Regions from separate parts of the Mus musculus genome. Here regions 1 and 3 are each linked to region 2. The links are chromatin contacts, called in public Hi-C maps. All regions are on one chromosome and are shown on one strand. Each heading gives the region's core, a stretch centred on a gene start, on an enhancer-like site or on the middle of the called end of the contact. The rest is flanking DNA. Distances are from core to core; before and after follow the strand shown.

Evidence for each region. Hi-C and Micro-C count contacts between places; a contact is called where the count stands out from the background.
Region 1: a Hi-C map of cortical neurons shows a contact between it and region 2, with 2.9 times the contacts expected there. The contact joins two enhancer-like sites. A contact is called at or near these places in 1 of 39 promoter capture datasets (embryonic stem cells), 2 of 15 datasets of contacts at CTCF or cohesin (embryonic stem cells and stem cell-derived epiblast-like cells), 86 of 484 Hi-C or Micro-C datasets (the AML12 cell line, the BV-2 cell line, the HL-1 cell line and 36 more), 6 of 115 datasets of contacts at active chromatin or transcription factors (astrocytes and embryonic stem cells) and 1 of 9 other capture datasets (embryonic stem cells).
Region 3: a Hi-C map of forebrain shows a contact between it and region 2, with 2.0 times the contacts expected there. The contact joins two enhancer-like sites. A contact is called at or near these places in 11 of 484 Hi-C or Micro-C datasets (the HL-1 cell line, brain, cerebellum and 5 more) and 1 of 115 datasets of contacts at active chromatin or transcription factors (embryonic basal ganglia).

The regions. Positions count from the first base shown.
Region 1 is chr9:28,260,124-28,262,965 of GRCm38.p6, reverse strand. All of the region lies in intron 1 of Opcml (opioid binding protein/cell adhesion molecule-like), which reads right to left. Among named protein-coding and RNA genes, the nearest start is that of Gm39313, 130 kb to the left of the region's middle. Within about 2 kb of position 1,380, at least 14 of the 459 cell types and tissues checked have an H3K27ac peak or open chromatin away from gene starts, as enhancers often do. A contact at or near this core is called in cortical neurons, where this site is marked.
Region 2 is chr9:28,736,706-28,739,965 of GRCm38.p6, reverse strand. All of the region lies in intron 3 of Opcml (opioid binding protein/cell adhesion molecule-like), which reads right to left. Among named protein-coding and RNA genes, the nearest start is that of Gm15520, 300 kb to the left of the region's middle. Within about 2 kb of position 1,430, at least 38 of the 459 cell types and tissues checked have an H3K27ac peak or open chromatin away from gene starts, as enhancers often do. A contact at or near this core is called in brain, cortical neurons and forebrain, where this site is marked.
Region 3 is chr9:28,335,411-28,338,284 of GRCm38.p6, reverse strand. The region is part of intron 1 of Opcml (opioid binding protein/cell adhesion molecule-like); the gene reads right to left. Among named protein-coding and RNA genes, the nearest start is that of Gm39313, 59 kb to the left of the region's middle. Within about 2 kb of position 1,299, at least 36 of the 459 cell types and tissues checked have an H3K27ac peak or open chromatin away from gene starts, as enhancers often do. A contact at or near this core is called in brain and forebrain, where this site is marked.

The DNA of each region.
Region 1 (2,842 bases), core at 131-2,630, 480 kb after region 2:
AAAAGCACTACCAATCAAAATGCAGAGTTGTGGAGCCCAGTGAATAAATCTAAACACAACTAAAGCTCAGGGGTCATTGTGAAAGAAGAGGCACAGTTACAGGGAGTTTGCTGTAAGATTATGTCTCTTATGAATGTCTCCTATGCTCATAAAGTGTCACCAATGTGACTGCCTAAATACAGGCTGAACAAGGACAACAACAGACATGCCAAAGGAGACAGAGACGGGGTTGGGGGAGGGCAAAAGGACTCAACCCTACATAGAGAACTTGGGCAGCTAAAGCATGCTGAGAGTGGGAGAAATAGTACACACACACACACACACACACACACACACACACACACACATACATGTAACAACAATTAATGAAAAAGGAAGCTACAGATTTCAAAGAACAAACAGGAGTTATGGCAGCATTTAGGAGGTGGAAATGAAAGAGGGGAGTGATGTTATTATATTATAATCTCAAAAATGAAAGGAAGAATTGTAAATTAGTCTATAAGCATTAATCACAGTGGCAAGGGTTCTAGTATGTGATGGATAACTTGTGTCATGCAAAGAAAGCAAGAGATCAAAAAGCAGTTTGTGCTCTTAGGCCTTTCTTCTCCAGGCCTCTATTCTCCCTTCCTCAAACCAAGAATGCTGGACAAATTCACATTGTGTCCAAAAGGAGAAAGGCCACAGAACATGTACAAAAGGCCTTGTAAAGCTGTGTCTCATGGGGCCTGCAGGATTCTCACAGTGTTGATGTTGTCTGCCCTGTGGGGCACCTCTGTAGGAAAACACATGTTGTCAGGCACTCGTGGTGTCTGTGGCTCTTACTTTTCTGATGTGAGCTTTTCTTCAGTCTCTTTCTCAAGCAACACTTCCCTCCTCCCTCCTCCCTCCTCCCTCCTCCTCCTCCTCTTCCTCCTCCTCCTCCTCTTCCTCCTCCTCTTCCTCCTCTTTCTCCTCCTCCAGCACCACCACCACTACCACCCCTGAAACCACCACTACCACCACTGGCCCAGTGTTTTCTATCTATTAATATAGGACATATCTTCAAGGCAGTTCCTGCATTGAGAAGAATTTCCTAGATGTTTTTTATCAGACAAGCTGTAAACAGGTTTGCTGGCTTGAACGTGTCAGTCAGGGCAAGGGCTGAAAGATAAAGGCACCTCATTTGGGGCTTGCTGTGGGGAACAAAACACAAAGAAGCAAAGAGTCCTGGTTTCATTAAAGAGTAGAGGGAAGATAGGTGGAGAGTGGGGACACGGCACTGGCTCACTCTGCAGGGCTGTGTAGTTGAAAGGGCAGAAAAGCAGTCAGGGATGGGCGGCCTCTAAACTGCAGAAAAAGATGCACTGCCTGCTCCATCTCTTAGCTCATTTCTGGAGATTTGGCGCCATCTGGTGGTTATGATTTGGTACTGTAACTCACCCTTCCCTCTCAGCTTCCTGTTGCAAGTGAGTTCTTTCACAGTGATCATGGAATGTCACAGTCTATTAGCAAAACAACTCAGAGCACAGTGTTGGTGGGCCCCTCCTTCCTAGAAGGCAGTCGCCCTCTGTTCCTTCAAGCTATGCCAAGAGCTGTCCTGTGGCGAAAGAACAAGAAGTCAGCCACTGATGTGAAGTCACTCTGGGCTAGATCTTACCACATGCTGTGTTTCAGAGACCTGTTACTGAGAGGCCATGACCCTGAAATAGCCTCTCTACATCCTAAACTGCCCCTGGGAGGGAGAGAGCCTGTATGCCATGCCATGGGCATAGTACCCGAGACCCTTTCCTGAACTCTCCCCATAACTGCTTCTTATGGAAAAAAGATGAACGGGACATTGAGGCACTTGGGAAAAGTGATTTGAGGGAGATGCCTAGAAGGGCAAGCTAGAGTTTTTCTCTGCAGCCTCTGCAGGTGCATTGCTTGGTGTGGACTCAGTAGAGTGTGTAAGCCGGGCTTCATTCATTCACTCTTAGAGGTTCATTCATTTCTTAGAAGGCTACTATGTACTGACAATGAGACTTTGAACAAAATAGACCCAGATTCCGGCTGTGGACTTAATATTATGGCCACAAGGATAAAGCAGTTACCAAGAAGCCTAAGTAGAAGACAAAACTACTTAACTGTTGTAACAAGGACCATGTAAGTAAAGAATAGAGGTGGGACCGGGCGGTGGTGGCGCACACCTTTAATCCCAGCAGTTGGGAGGCAGAGGCAGTCAGATTTCTGAGTTCAAGGCCAGCCTGGTCTACAAAGTGAGTTCCAGGGCTACACAGAGAAACCCTGTCTCAAAAACAAAACAAAACAAAACAAAACAAAACAAAACAAAACAAAACAAAACAAAACGAAATGAAAGAATAGAGGTGGGTATTTGTCCAGGGTTAGGGGAGACTGCATTGATGATGAAACATTCCTGCATAAGGGCCACTGAGAGGACCCTGTGGCATCACCTGGAGAGAAAGAGCAGAGAAAAATACTTAAGTCTGCTACTTGAGAGCCGGTGACCCCACCATCTTGCTGGAGCTGAGCAGGCAGGAGTTAGCTATGGGAGGGTAGGACTGCATAGTTTCTTTTTTTTTTTTTTTTTTTTTTTAAGATTTATTTATTACATGTAAGTACACTGTAGCTGTCTTCAGACACACCAGAAGAGGGCGTCAGATCTCGTTACAGATGGTTGTGAGCCACCATGTGGTTGCTGGGATTTGAACTCTGGACCTTCGGAAGAGCAGTCGGGTGCTCTTACCCACTGAGCCATCTCACCAGCCCCAGACTGCATAGTTTCAAAATCTGACCCTTGAAGAGTCTGGGGCAGGTCTGGATTGGGTCCCATGGTATTGAGCAAATCTAGCACTGGTGCATCTAA
Region 2 (3,260 bases), core at 181-2,680:
GTTTTAATTCAAAGAGGACAATACGTGTTCCATTAAGTGGGCAAACTTCAGAATAGATAAACACCTAGCTTGTTGTTTTTACCCAACAGGTAAATTGCTTAGTGCTTAAGTGCATATCATACTTGATAATTCTAGGTAACATACCACCTTTATACTTAGTTGGGATTCTGTCAAGAGTTGTTGAATCAACAGTTACCTTAGTCAATCTTTTTTTTCTTCAATTGTCAGATATAATTTATATGCCTGGTAAAATACTTAAGCAAGATAATAATCAAAAATTTAATCAGGGGCCTAATCATGAGGCTATCATTTGGGCAGCACTAACTACCATGTGAGATAGAATCCTGTGGGCACAGTTGAAGCAATTCCTTCTCCTCCCCTCCCTTTATCCCATAACTCTTCCTCCTTTGAGATGGGACCCCAACCCTGCCTCCAGCTCTCTTCACAGCTGTCATTCTGAAGTACACTTAGGGAAAGGTCTCAGCTTGAAACTCCACCTTTAAGCCAATGCTTTAGTTCCTATGGTTTTTTATTTTTTATTTTTCTAGAACGGCTACTTTAAGCTAATCTGTCATTTTATATTTATTTATTTGTAGTTTGTATCTGTGAGTGTTTTGTCTGCAGGTATGTATGTAATACATGCTGCCCATGGAGGCCAAAAGAGGGCATCACATCTTGTAGAAGTGGAATTATAGAGGCCTGTGAACCACTATGCACATGCTGGGAACAAAACTCTCCAGTCCTCCGCCAAAGCAGCTATGCTTGCTCTTATGATATACCACCTCTCTAGCCTCTAAACTTTTGTTAGCCCCCTTAGAGATGGAATCAACCTGTCAAAGTCTGTAGCCTGTTTAGAAAATTTGACTATTACACAAAGTAGCCACTCCCATTTGCTTCATGCTATGGATCACCAAACTACCATTCATTTCAAAAAAGATAATTGAAGACTGTGTGATGAAATGAAGCCCCCCAGTGCAGAGAAGGACTTCATCAGTGCTGGTCATTGTGTTTTTAGGAAGAGACATAGTGCCATGCACAGGTTGATAATCCTAGCACATATTGGCTCATGGAGAGAGAACTTTCAAGTGCCGAGGCAACTAAGCTTTCCCTGACAAGGACCAATGTGAGCACTAATTTCTCTGCATTTTAAGTCTCTTTACATAGCACTCTTTTCTGTGCATGGGGTGAGTGGGCAGGGCCATCTGTTCACATATAAACACCCAAAGAAAAAGTGTTGCATTTTGTTTGCACACCACAGAGGTACACTCATGTTGCCACAGTTTCCTATTGTAATGAAGGCCCCTGATCATAAATATTCCATGCATTCTCCATTCCCTTCAGGCTCTGAGTCATGTCTGTTCAGAAAGACAGTGTTCTCACAGGCTGCCACTCACAGCCATTGTGAGAGACAGACACTTCAGTCTCCACTAGGCAAGTGTTTATGGAATTCACAAACAGAAGCCGGCTTTTCAGAAACACACATCTCAGCTGAGCCTCCTGCACAGATGTCAGATTTCTGCAGAAGCCTCCCGGAGGCTCAGAGAGCCTACAATGGACTATTTTTAGTTCTGATAATTAATATTGGAGGAGAAAGGGAGGAGGATGAAAATGTAGCTCCAGCAAAAAAGGCAATTACCATCTATCCCATATATTGTCACCTATGAGATGTGTTGGTTTCAAAGAAATAATAAAGAGAAATGCGCATGAACCCATTGCTTTCTGTATCACACCTCCCATGAAGTGGATGTTTAATTCTTCCCTTTCTGAATTCTGGAAATAGCTTGGTCTCATAAGTTAACACTTGCAGCTAGGGCTGTGCCAGCCTGCATTTTACTATGACAAAGACTGTGTCTGTTTCCCAATGTTGAAAAATAAGAGCTCGCTTCTCTCACACATTCCCAGTGAATTGGGATCAACAACTGTCAAAAAGAAAGCCATGGTCAGGGTCCTCCCATTCCTCCTAACTGGTCCCAGAGTCTCATTTTAAACCATTCTTCCAATCCCTTACCACTTCACTCAAATTTGTAGTTCTTATGCAGATCTCTCCATTGCCCGTCAAATCCCTTAAGAAAAGATACTTTTGTACCTATTAATGAAAACCCAGTCCATGATGATTCATAAAACAACATGACGCCTCTGTTGCCAGGAAACTCTGGGAAGGGTAGTAGGAACCACCATAGTGCCAGCAAATGTCTGTGCAGCAAGCACCTTGCTAGGGCTAGTCTACATTAGTGCTGAAGCTTAGGAGAGTGGAGAGCTGCTACAAGGAGTGACCAGCCACAGTGAGGTGGTTTATCAAGTGAAGGTACTTGCTGCCTACACCGATGACTTGAGTTTGATTCTCAGAACCTACGAGGTAGAAGAAAAGCCAAATCCATTTCTGTTAGTGTCACTTTGAGCAAAACACATGTTGACACCTGTGTCTGAGAGCACACACACAAAGATATACACACAAACACTAAATAAATAAATAAAAATAAATAAATGCAATGGGGAAAAGAACACTGACCATTTAAATTTCTGAATTCAGCACTTCTTAAATGTATTTTGTGGTCTCCTCAATTCTGTGAAACTTGAATAACATTTGCCCTTTTCCATCAGGTTCTTCTCCTCTTATTTCCATTCAATCTGGCTCTCCCTCTGGCTGTCCCTGAGCACCTGTGTCACCAGGAAATGGTGGCTTTTCTGAGCTTGTATACACAACCTATATTTCAACAGATTTATTTGTGTGTGTATGTGTGTGTGTGTGTGTGTGTGTGTGTGTGTGTGTGTGTATATATATATATATGTGTGTGTGTGTGTGTGTGTGTGTGTGTGTATGTGTGGGAAAGTATATTTGTGTATGTGTGCATGTATGTATACTTATATATATGTAGATTTGTATATATAACTATATACATATAAATATATGCATTTATATAAATTGATACATACATTATATATTGTGTATATGTATATGATGTAGATGTATATATATGTGTGTGTATACACACACACACACACACACACACACACACAAATGACTTCAATGACATTAAGGCTAATCCTCCCTGAAGTACTCAGTTCTGAGACCCTGGAGATATAGTCACTGCCACTGAGGACGGGGAATCTACAAACTTTCTCTGCCTCCCTGTTCTCTTCCTGGACCTCTAAGTCCATCATCAGCTCAAACCACTGAGTTTCAAATGGAGTATTTGAGTCCATACTCTCTTCTGTATTTCTGCCGTCACTACTCCGGTTCAAATTCTCATCACTCCTTG
Region 3 (2,874 bases), core at 50-2,549, 400 kb after region 2:
GGACAGTGGTGGCTGAAAGAAGAAATGCCAAATTTGGTTCCCCGATTCTGCTTTGTGGACTCTTTCAGAAGGTTGATGCTTTTACCTCCTCCTCCCTGGTACATTTATTCCATAGATTAAACCTACCCCCAGTATAAGAGAGAATAGGATTTCTGCAGGTCTTCTAATTAGCTAGAGCAACGTTGACATCCAGTGGTGAATTTGATTCATCACAGGTGCCCACACTTAATGCCTATATCTCTGACTGTCAGGGGGTATATGGAGTGAGTGTTGGCCTGCTGTTTCTATGCAGCTTGGCCTGGGGTACCTCTACACATGTATACTCTCTTTCCATGCTTTAAACTAGTCTTCAAGAGCATGCAGGTTACCATAGCAATATGCAATAGCTAGTCTATATCCAAGGCATGTGTGTGCTCAAATTTGCTCGCAAACTCACTCATACACACACACACACACACACACACACACACACAAAGGCATCAAACTACCTAATATCTGTATATACATATTCTAACTATGTCCTTGCAGATGTTTGTATATATGGTTCCTATATTACTTAAAAACATTAGCCTGATGACACGGTATTCTTTCTCACATGGTCCCCTCTTTATCCTTAGAACTGTGTTGTAAATAACAAGGAAAGACTACCACCCTGTATCCTACAGACTTTTCCCTCAAGCTAATTCACAGTGTTGTTTCCACTGAAGCAGAATCAGGTATGGCTGAACTGGGCTTCCTTGCTGATCTGCTCATAGTAGCTCGGATATCAGCAGAAGCCTGCTGTCCCTGCACTGATGACAGTTGATTGCCTTCATCCAGGGGGAATAGTCATATCTTCCCAATGCTTGACCTGGAGAAACCAAAGGACACAGGACACTGCCTGGCCCTAAAGGGCACCAAGTCCGGAGCAGACATGGTCAGAGACAGAATAAAACTTCAATTCGACTCCCCACTTCTTTTTCTTTAAAGGCAGGACCCATCAGAATTTACAAGCCACTTACTAATTAATATTTTTTTGTGTATCCTAGTAATTGCCATGCATTGAAAACTTGGAGACAATTGTCTCACTGGAATCTGAGGCTCAAGCCATGCTACAAAGCTACATTTTCAAATCCCTTTTACCTCTTGATATGAGGAAAGAGAAGGAGAAAGAGGACCCTAAACTAGTTTAACACAATGCACAATTAAATATTGATTGGAAATTCTTCCTACGAATTTCCCCTCTACCTCCCTACCTCCACAGGGAGGTGTCTGGATGTGATTCCTAAGCTGTCCCCATACAGTGATTACGTTCATTAGGACACCAGCCTTGTGGTTAAAGCACTTTCCTTACTGCTGCACGTTTAATTAGACAACTCTTCCCCAGAAATTATTTATAGCCAGGCTGCAGAGCTATTGTTAGTCCCAATGTAAATAAGATTCAGGGCGGGAGTCCCAGTGCGCTGCAGTGGCTGGCACTGCCGCCATCAGCCCACTCCTGGTGCACACTCGGGGACTGCTTCCAAGCCTTTACAGCTAGATCGCTGCTGTTTAAAACCCCTGGCGTGATTCTCTAATGAAACTTTTAATACAAGCCCTTCCAAAAGACTGGGAATCTACCAGGTCAGTGTGAGTGCACGGAGGAGGAGTTAAGAGAAGAAGGGGAGGAGCTGGGAGAGACAGGAGCTGCCTCCAAGGCAGTACTCAGCTTTCCTAGTTCAGCTAGGGAAGTGTGCACATGATCTGTTTTAACACAGCCATCCCACATACAAGCAACTGCTTTGGGCACTGATGGTTAAAGACCCAGATATGGATTTTCAAGTATAAAGCTGTGTTTGCAGTCTGGGCTGGTTGAAATGAATGTCTGGGGACTGGGAGGTAACCTGTGAGCCCAATGCCCTTTCAATACAGTGTACATTAAAAGTGTTGAAGCTGCTTCCAAATCCAGGGCTTGGACTTGGTGCTGGCATGATGAGGGCAGCATCACCTCTGTCTGCAAGATGTTCATAATCAGGTGAACACCATTAGTGTGTAATCAAAGTAAACAAGAATGCTATTTGAAGAGCTTTTCATATCAGCAACCATGGATTGTCCAGGGCCCTCTGGATACTGCCACTTTGCATCATTTAATGAACTGCCTTAGGAATAGAATGCTATTATTGCAATGCCGGTGCCAGACTTTTCATTGCTGTGACAAAATGCCTGATGGAGTAACTTACAAGTGAGGTTTCTCTTGTCTCATCTGCTCAGAGGTTTCAGTCCATGGTCAGTCTGCATTGCTGCTTCTGGACAGGGATGAGGCTGAGCGCCATGGCAGGGTGGGCAGGGAGGGGCAAACTCAGCCAATTACCTTAGGGCTACCATCAGACAGAGTATTAAAGCTTGAGTATAAAACATACCCTGTGGGCCTTTGTATTGAAGTTGGTCCCCAGCCAGGTGCTCTGTGTGGAAGATGTGGGGGATCTTTGGGCAGTGGGCAGAGCTGAAGAAAATAAGTATCTAGAGTTGTCTTTGATGGGTATATTTGGTTCCCTCTCTGTCTGCTACTGATCTGTCAAGAGCGCATAATCTTCCCCATCACCTGATCCCATGGCCAGGATGTTCTGCGCAAGCCCACGTAGCTGAGCACCCAAGGACCGAACCCCCTCAAGCCCTGCGCAAGCCCACGTGGCTGAGCACCCAAGGACCGAACCCCCTCAAGCCCTGCACCCAAACAAGTAAACCTCTTCAGGTTGTTTTCCCTCCGTCTCTGCCATGGTGATGCAAACGCTGCCTAACACTGAGAGAGCAGAACAAATCCCAACCTGGCCTTGGATATCATATTCAAAGTGGCTTTCTCTCTTAGTTAGGAGACTGATGGCCCCCTCACAGGTACACCTAAAGGCACGCTGAACA